2 separate regions of the Ovis aries genome follow, and region 2 is linked to region 1. Evidence: chromatin contacts called from public Hi-C data. All regions are on one chromosome and are shown on one strand. Each heading gives the region's core, a stretch centred on a gene start, on an enhancer-like site or on the middle of the called end of the contact. The rest is flanking DNA. Distances are from core to core; before and after follow the strand shown.

What was found. Hi-C and Micro-C count contacts between places; a contact is called where the count stands out from the background.
Region 2: a contact with region 1 is called in a Hi-C map of liver, with 8 times the contacts expected there. The contact joins two enhancer-like sites. A contact is called at or near these places in 9 of 16 Hi-C or Micro-C datasets (blood, hypothalamus, liver and 5 more).

Annotation. Positions count from the first base shown.
Region 1 is chr10:32,452,994-32,456,766 of ARS-UI_Ramb_v3.0, reverse strand. No RefSeq gene overlaps it. Among named protein-coding and RNA genes, the nearest start is that of TRNAC-GCA, 19 kb to the right of the region's middle. Within about 2 kb of position 2,401, at least 5 of the 54 cell types and tissues checked have an H3K27ac peak or open chromatin away from gene starts, as enhancers often do. A contact at or near this core is called in liver, where this site is marked.
Region 2 is chr10:32,827,404-32,830,851 of ARS-UI_Ramb_v3.0, reverse strand. No RefSeq gene overlaps it. Among named protein-coding and RNA genes, the nearest start is that of GTF3A, 53 kb to the right of the region's middle. Within about 2 kb of position 1,606, at least 2 of the 54 cell types and tissues checked have an H3K27ac peak or open chromatin away from gene starts, as enhancers often do. A contact at or near this core is called in liver, where this site is marked.

The DNA of each region.
Region 1 (3,773 bases), core at 1,152-3,651:
GGCGAAGATTCTTGAGAGTCCCTTGGACTGCAAGATCAAACCAGTCAATCCTAAAGGAAAGCAACCCTGAATACTCATTGGAAGGACTGATGCTGAAACCGAAACTCCAATACTTTGGCCACCGGATCCAAAGAACCAACTCATTGAAAAAGACCCTGATGCTGGGAAAGACTGAAGACAGGAGAAGTGGACAACAGAGGATAAGATGGTTGGGTGGCATCACCGACTCGATGGACATGAGTTTGAGCAAGCTTTGGGAGATACTGAAGGACAGGGAAGCCTGGCATGCTACAGTCCATGGGGTTGCAAAGAGTCGAGACGATTGAGTGACTGAACAACAACTATTATACTGAGCTCGCCTCACATTATGAGCATCTCAGTTATTACTAAAAGGTTAGAACAAGTTGTCAGAGCTCCTTGGCATCTGGTTATTCTCACATCAGGGCCCCAGCAGTCCTGAAGAAAATTCTGAAAGACAGCAAAGAGTCCGGTCCAATTCCTGACTTGACTCGGATCTTCCCAGGCCCACCCACTATGTCTTTCTAGGTCCTGTGTTCACTTGAGCCCTCTGCCAAAGTTAAACGTATGTCTGCCCTGTCTTTCCAATTAAAAATAAAGTTAAAATGTGAACTTGTCACATTAAAACAAATTTTTCAACTTTCTTTCCATTCTATCCTAAATATAAAAAAATAACAAATAACAACAACAAAAAAAACCCACTCAATAAATGCCCTCATCAAGAGCTGTTAAGGGACTCCCTGGTGGTCCAGTGGTTAAGACTCTACTCTCCCAATGCAGAGGGTTCCCTAGTTGCGGAACTAGATTCCACGCAGGCTGCAACTAAGAGTTTGGCATGCTGCAAGGAAGGTCCTTCGAGCTGTGTAACTAAGACTGGGCAAAGCCAAAAATAATTTTTAAGAAAAGAGCTACTAATACACACGTTTGGTACCAAAAGTGCCTTTCTGGAGAGCAACGATCCTGAGTACATTTCTCAACAGTCCCCCTAAGATGTAGCTTTGACTGCCCCCCACCAAGTCTTCCTGCCAGAGTCAGAGACCCAGAAGGTGCCTGTGCCCACCCCCTTCCCCAGACCCACACCCACCTGCAGGACGTGCTGCTGCCCCTCTGGCTCCATTCAATGGTTTCCACTTCTCTCTAGGATTTCACCTATTTGCATAGCTCAGCCTTCAAGAGTTTCTCTGCCTTTTGTCTGTCCTCCTCACTCCTGATGACTCAGCCACACAGCCTCTCCCGGAATTTATGACACCTCCTGTCTCAGTCTTTGTCCAACATTTTCCACCTGGGCTATTCTTATTTATCCCTCAGGCTGAGCTTGCATGCTCTGGCAGTGAGGTCTCAACCTAAATTACTCTCATGTGTCACCTTCCCTATAGGGACACACAACCGTTTGTGTTTTTATTGGTTTTCAGCTCCAGCTCCTTCCTTGAGTGGTAAGTTTCAGGAGAGTAAAGAAAGCATCTGTCTTGTTCACTGACATAAACCCCCAGCGCCAAGCCCAGGGCTCAGCTGGGATAGGAGAAAGACTCAGGTGAATACATGAGTGGGTTCGAGGAGGTTGATATTGTTACCACTGACAGGTTTAGTGATTTCCTGCTGCTGCACATCTGGGTTGGTGGTGCTCGTGGTAAAGAACCCGCCTACAAGAGATGCAGGTTCCATCCCTGGGGAAGAGATGCAGGTTCCATCCCTGGGGAAGAGATGCAGGTTCCATCGCTGGGGAAGATCCCTTGGAGGAGGGCATGGCAACCCACTCCAGTATTCTTGCCTGGAGAATCCCAGGGACAGAGGAATCATAAAAAGTCAGACACTACCGAAGTGACTTAGCACATACGCACACACATCTAGCAGGAAGACGTGCGGTCTAGGTGACTGCATCCCCTGGAAAATTGAAGGGCGGTGGGAAGGGAGGGGGAGCAGGCAGGTGAGAAGATTCTAGAGGGGTCGTTCTCAGACTCAGATCCCTCCTCGAGCGGGGCCGTGTAAGAATACGCGAGAAGCACATTCAATGCTTACACTTAACTGCAGAAAGTATTTTTGTTTTCATCATCCGGAGTGAGCAAGGGTCTCCCCTACAAGCATCCCTCTGTCTGGAGAAGGAGAGCAGACAATACAAGACTTCTCCTCTGAGAGCAGATTTGTGGGTTTGAAGGAAGCTCGCGGGTTTAATAGGCGACTGAGACAGTGCTTGAGGCCTCTCAGTTCCCTGGGAACCGCGAGCGCCAGGCTGCGGGGCGCAGGAACGTTGAGTTGTGGGGACCCAGCTGGTGGAAAAGGCTGCCCCGGGCCCGGCCAGGCGGACGCGCCGGGGGAGCGCACGGCAGAGGGCGCCCGAGAGCCGAGCCTGGCGTGCTCGGCAGGTGCGCCTGCGCCACCAGGTGACCCGACCAGCTCGCGCCGCGAGAGCGCCGGGACCCGCCCCTTCTCCCCCGCCTCCTCCACCCCGCCCGGATCTCCCCGTGCTTTTGTGTGAGAACGTGCTCAGAGACCCTCCGGCGATCCGAAAAACATCTGCTGGCCATTGTTACTGTTATTCCGGTGTGTAAGCGACAGGTGATCTTAAGAAAGCCGCCAAGGGCCTTTGGGATCAGAACAGGGCTGCGGGATGTGTTTGGGGAGCTGGTTTTTGTTTGTGGAGTGTGTTGTTTCCATGGGTAGTGGGTTTTGCTTGTTTTGTTTTAATGTATAGGTTAAAATTTGTCATTCTGGAAAAGTGCTTTTTTCCCCGAGTGACTTGACCCATCTCTGGCGATTTCCCTTCTCAAACGACTGATGGGAAAAGAACAATTGAAACAGGTCAAAATAAGAGAGAAACTTCCCAAGGGACTGTTTATCAGTCCCTTTGACCGATAAACTTTGACTCCCCCCTCCCCCCTTGCCCCTACTCCCTTACTGAAAATGAGATTCATTAAGTCAAAAAGGAATGTCAGAGCTGGAAGCCAGTGTTGAAATTAAACCACCTTCTCATTGTTAGGTAGATGGAACAGGAGGCCCAGAGGGGATAAAGGACTTGTCCAAGGTCACAGCGCCCTTGAGCATGGTGGGACTGAAGTTTTCATGGTGTGTGTGAAGCTTTCATTCTACATTTTATATCACTCAGAAAAGGAAGGGAAAGTGAAATGATTTTAACATCCTAGAATCCTGTCTCTTCAAGATGGTAGATGTTGGTATTTTTGCTATATAATTTTCCATAATTTTAAAGTTATATCAATCAGTTCAGCTCAGTCACTCAGTCGTGTCTGACTTTTTGCAACCCCATAGTCTGCAGCCTGCCAGCCTTCCCTGTCCATCACCAACTCACGGAGCTTACTCAAACTCATGTCCATCAAGTCAGTGATGCCATCCAACCATCTCATCCTCTATCATCCCCTTCTCCTGCCTTCAATCTTTCCTAGCATCAGGGTCTTTCCCAATGAGTCAGCTCTTCACATCAGGTGGCCAAAGTATTGGAGCTTCAGCTTCAGCATCAGCCCTTCCAATGAATATTCAGGACTGATTTCCTTTAGGATGGACTGGTTTGATCTCCTTGCAGTCCAAGGGACTCTCAAGAATCTTCTCCAGCACAATTTGAAAGTATCAATTCTTCAGCGCTCAGCTTTCTTTATGGTCCAACTTTCACATCCATACATGACTACTGGAAAAACCATAGCTTAGACTAGACAGACCTTTGTTGGCAAAGTAATGTCTCTGTTGTTTAATATGCTGTCTAGGTTGGTCATAGCTTTTCTTCCAAGGAGCAAGTGTCCTTTAATTTC
Region 2 (3,448 bases), core at 357-2,856, 370 kb before region 1:
TTCCTGGGAATTCCTTGGCTGTCTAGTGGTTAGGATGCTGTGCTCTCACTGTTGAGGGAAAGGGTTCAATCCCTGGTTGGGGAACTAAGATCTTGCAAGCCACATGGTGTGGTCAAAAAAATAAAGGTTAACTTTTCTTCCTATAGGCTGTCAGTGAAGCCCTTCTCTCTACATGGGCGGCCCCTCGTGTCAGTCTGTATAGGAGCCGTTCACCTGCAAATGACTTTATTCTGTGTATTTTTAAAATGTATTTCATTGAAGTATAGTTGATTTACAATGTTGTGTTAATTTCTATTGGGCAGTAAAGTGATTGAGCTATACATACACCCGTTCTTGTTCATGTTTTTTTACATTATGGTTTATCATAGGACATTGAATATAATGCCCTGTGTTATATGGTAGGACCTTGTTGTTTATCCATCCTGCAGTTTGCATCTGCTAACCCCAAACTCCCAGTCCTTCCCTCCCCCTTGACAACCACAAGCCTGCTCTCTCTGTCTGTGTGCCTGTTTCGTAGATGCGTTCACTTGTGTCATGCTGTGGATTTCATTTTTATACGATATCATATGGTATTTGTCTTTCTCCGACCTACTTCACTCAGTATGATGATCTCTAGGTCCATCCATGTGGCTGCAAATGGCCTTATTTCATTCTTTTTGTGGCTGAGTAATATTCCACTGTATGCACGCACCACGTCTTCTTTATCCATTTCTCTGCTGATGGACACTTAGTTTGTTTCCATGTCTTACTGACTGTGAATAGAGCTGCTATGAACACTGGGGTGCACTATCTTTTTGAATTAGGGTTTTCTCTGGATATATGCCTAGGAACGGGATTGCTGGATTGTATGGTAACTATTTTTAGTGTTTGGGGAACCTCCATACATAGTGGCTGCACCAGTTTACGTTCCAAGTGGCTTTGTTCTAAATGTGGGCTTTAACAAACACACCACAGAAATTATGTTGCTGGAGCCCCAGGAAGGCCGCAAGGGAGGAATGACAAGGACAGAATGACCTGCAGATAGGAGCAACCTCAGTGAGCCTCCTTCATGACACTGTGGCCCATGACACTCTTGGACTGTAGACCAGGCAGGCTGTGCCCTGGTGTCTTGACACGTCGAGTGTTTGTTTGTGATGCCTCCTCCCCCTCCAGCGCTGCTGCAAAACCCCGGACCCATGCAGATCAGCAAGCTCGTGGCAGCGTCACGCTGTTCAACCTCCTGAACCCACTGGATCAGTCCCAGTGGAGGCAAAGAGTTCACGCGCCAGGGCCAATGCCTCCCAGGCTTTCATCTCTGTTCCAAGAAATCTGACATTTTCAAAAATCCAAAATCAATTGGAATGGAGCCGGCTTTGTCCAGCAGATTATTAATGGCCCTGGAGCCGACTGATCATATTTGCACAACCTTTCAATAAACAGCTTCAACAACAACTAGGGTGGAAAAGAAAGCACACACCTCCCATCCAGTCAGGAAAAACGCGAGGTATTGATTTCACCACCTCCTTCTCCATCCCCCCACTTTCAAAACAAATGTAGAGTCTTACCCCAGGGCAGTGGATCGAGGCCAATCCCCCGTGTCACCAGGTCCCGACTGCATTTTGCTGGCACAGTGCATTGCCTGCTTTTAGCTGGAGTAACTTCCAAGGTTTCCCGAGGCCGAGGATATAAACAACTGAATCAGGGGGAAGGCAGACATGAAATGAATGTCTGCTGGGGCCAGGAACTCCAGGTAGCTTTCCCTGACTGATGACTTCTCAGCTTGATGGAAAGATGCCGCCATAAACCTCAGTGGGAAGGTCTAGTCCTCCAAGAGCCTGTAAACAGAAGTCACTCGTGCCGGAGGGCGCAGAGCAGCACAAAGAGCTCTCGGCCGGGGGAACGTTTCAAAATCTTCACTAGGCTCCTTTCTGTCTTAGACTCTGTCTTGTTAGTGGAAGGGCCTGGCATGCTGCAGTCCATGGAGTCGCAAAGAATCACACATGACTTATCGACTCAACGACAGCAATAGCTGTTTGTGGGAAAGAGAAGGCGCGGGAGAGGCTCCCAAGGACCCTGGTGTTCTGGTCTACACGCCGTCCGTGCTCCTCTGCTGGCCTGACAGCCTTCTTGGTCCTCCCTGTTGAGACTTTGGCAAGGACAGCTCTAGGACGCAGGTTTTCTCCAAAAAGCTGACATCTCATGTGACAGCTAACAGTTAGCTGTTACTTGCGCAACACCCCTCCTACTCCCTGACCTCCATCGGCCTTCATGATTCGTTAAACTGGTTTTGCTTATTCTTCTCCTTCACCAGGTGTTTTTAGCTCCCATCTGACTGTATTGTCGCCCTACTGTTTGAGCCTGAGGATAATCTCTAAGGTCTATATGTTACCTTCCAACAAAGGATAATAGATACGGTTGAGAGGCAAGAGCACAGATGCTATGGGTAGATGGATAGGAGGTGGGTTATTCATTCAAGAGATGCTACACATAGGCATTAACTACCAGGCGCTGAAGTGAAGTGAAAGCTGCTCAGTCGTGTTCAACTCTTTGCGACCCCATGGACTGTATAGTCCATGGAATTCTCCAGGCCAGAAATACTGGAGTTGGTAGCTGTTCCCTTCTCCAGGGGATCTTCCCAACCCAGGGATCAAACCCAGGTCTCTCGCGTTGCAGGAGGATCCGTTACCAGCTGAGCCCCAAGGGAAGCCCAAGAATACTGGAGTGGGTAAACCATCACTTCTCCAGTGGATCTTCCTAACCCAGGAATTGAACCAGGGTCTCCTGCATTGCAGGAAGATTCTTCACCAACTGAGCTATCAGGGAAGCCTTATATGCAGCCTAAATGGCAGCTGAGTTCTGCACCCAGATTCAGCTGGAGGAGGGGGAATTTGGACTAGTTGTTCAGCCCACAGCTGCCCCACCTGTAACCACACGAATATGATGCCCCTGGGTTTCCATGAGAATTTAGGGGGACAATGGGCAAGGCTAGCATTTGGCAGGACTCAATAATTTTTTGTTTCTTATTTTTCATTTGGGCTGAACACAAGGGAGGCAGTTTGGGAGGATAATCTGATCCACAAAAACTTGACTCCTTAGTTAGATGAACCCACGAAGCCACGGCCACTCTTCTGTACTTATCACTGTGTAAAAAGCAAGGCCTCTGACCCTGCTCCGTATCTTTAAAAAGTTTACTTTACCTGAGCAAACACTCAGTATCAAAGAAACAAATATGAGCAACACAAAAGTTCAGTTATTCCAGGTGGGAGTTAATTAGACTTAACCAGTCATCAAGTGGCGTCTCGACTGTCACGTCCTAGGATAACGCAGCCTTAATGAGGGACCCGGAGGCCGGGTTCTGACCCCAGCCAGGACCACCACCTACCTAACGAAAGCATGTGACTTTGGACTTAACCTCTCTGTCTTGGGCCAAATTCCCTTTATCTAACAAGGACGGGTGAGGTGCTGGGTG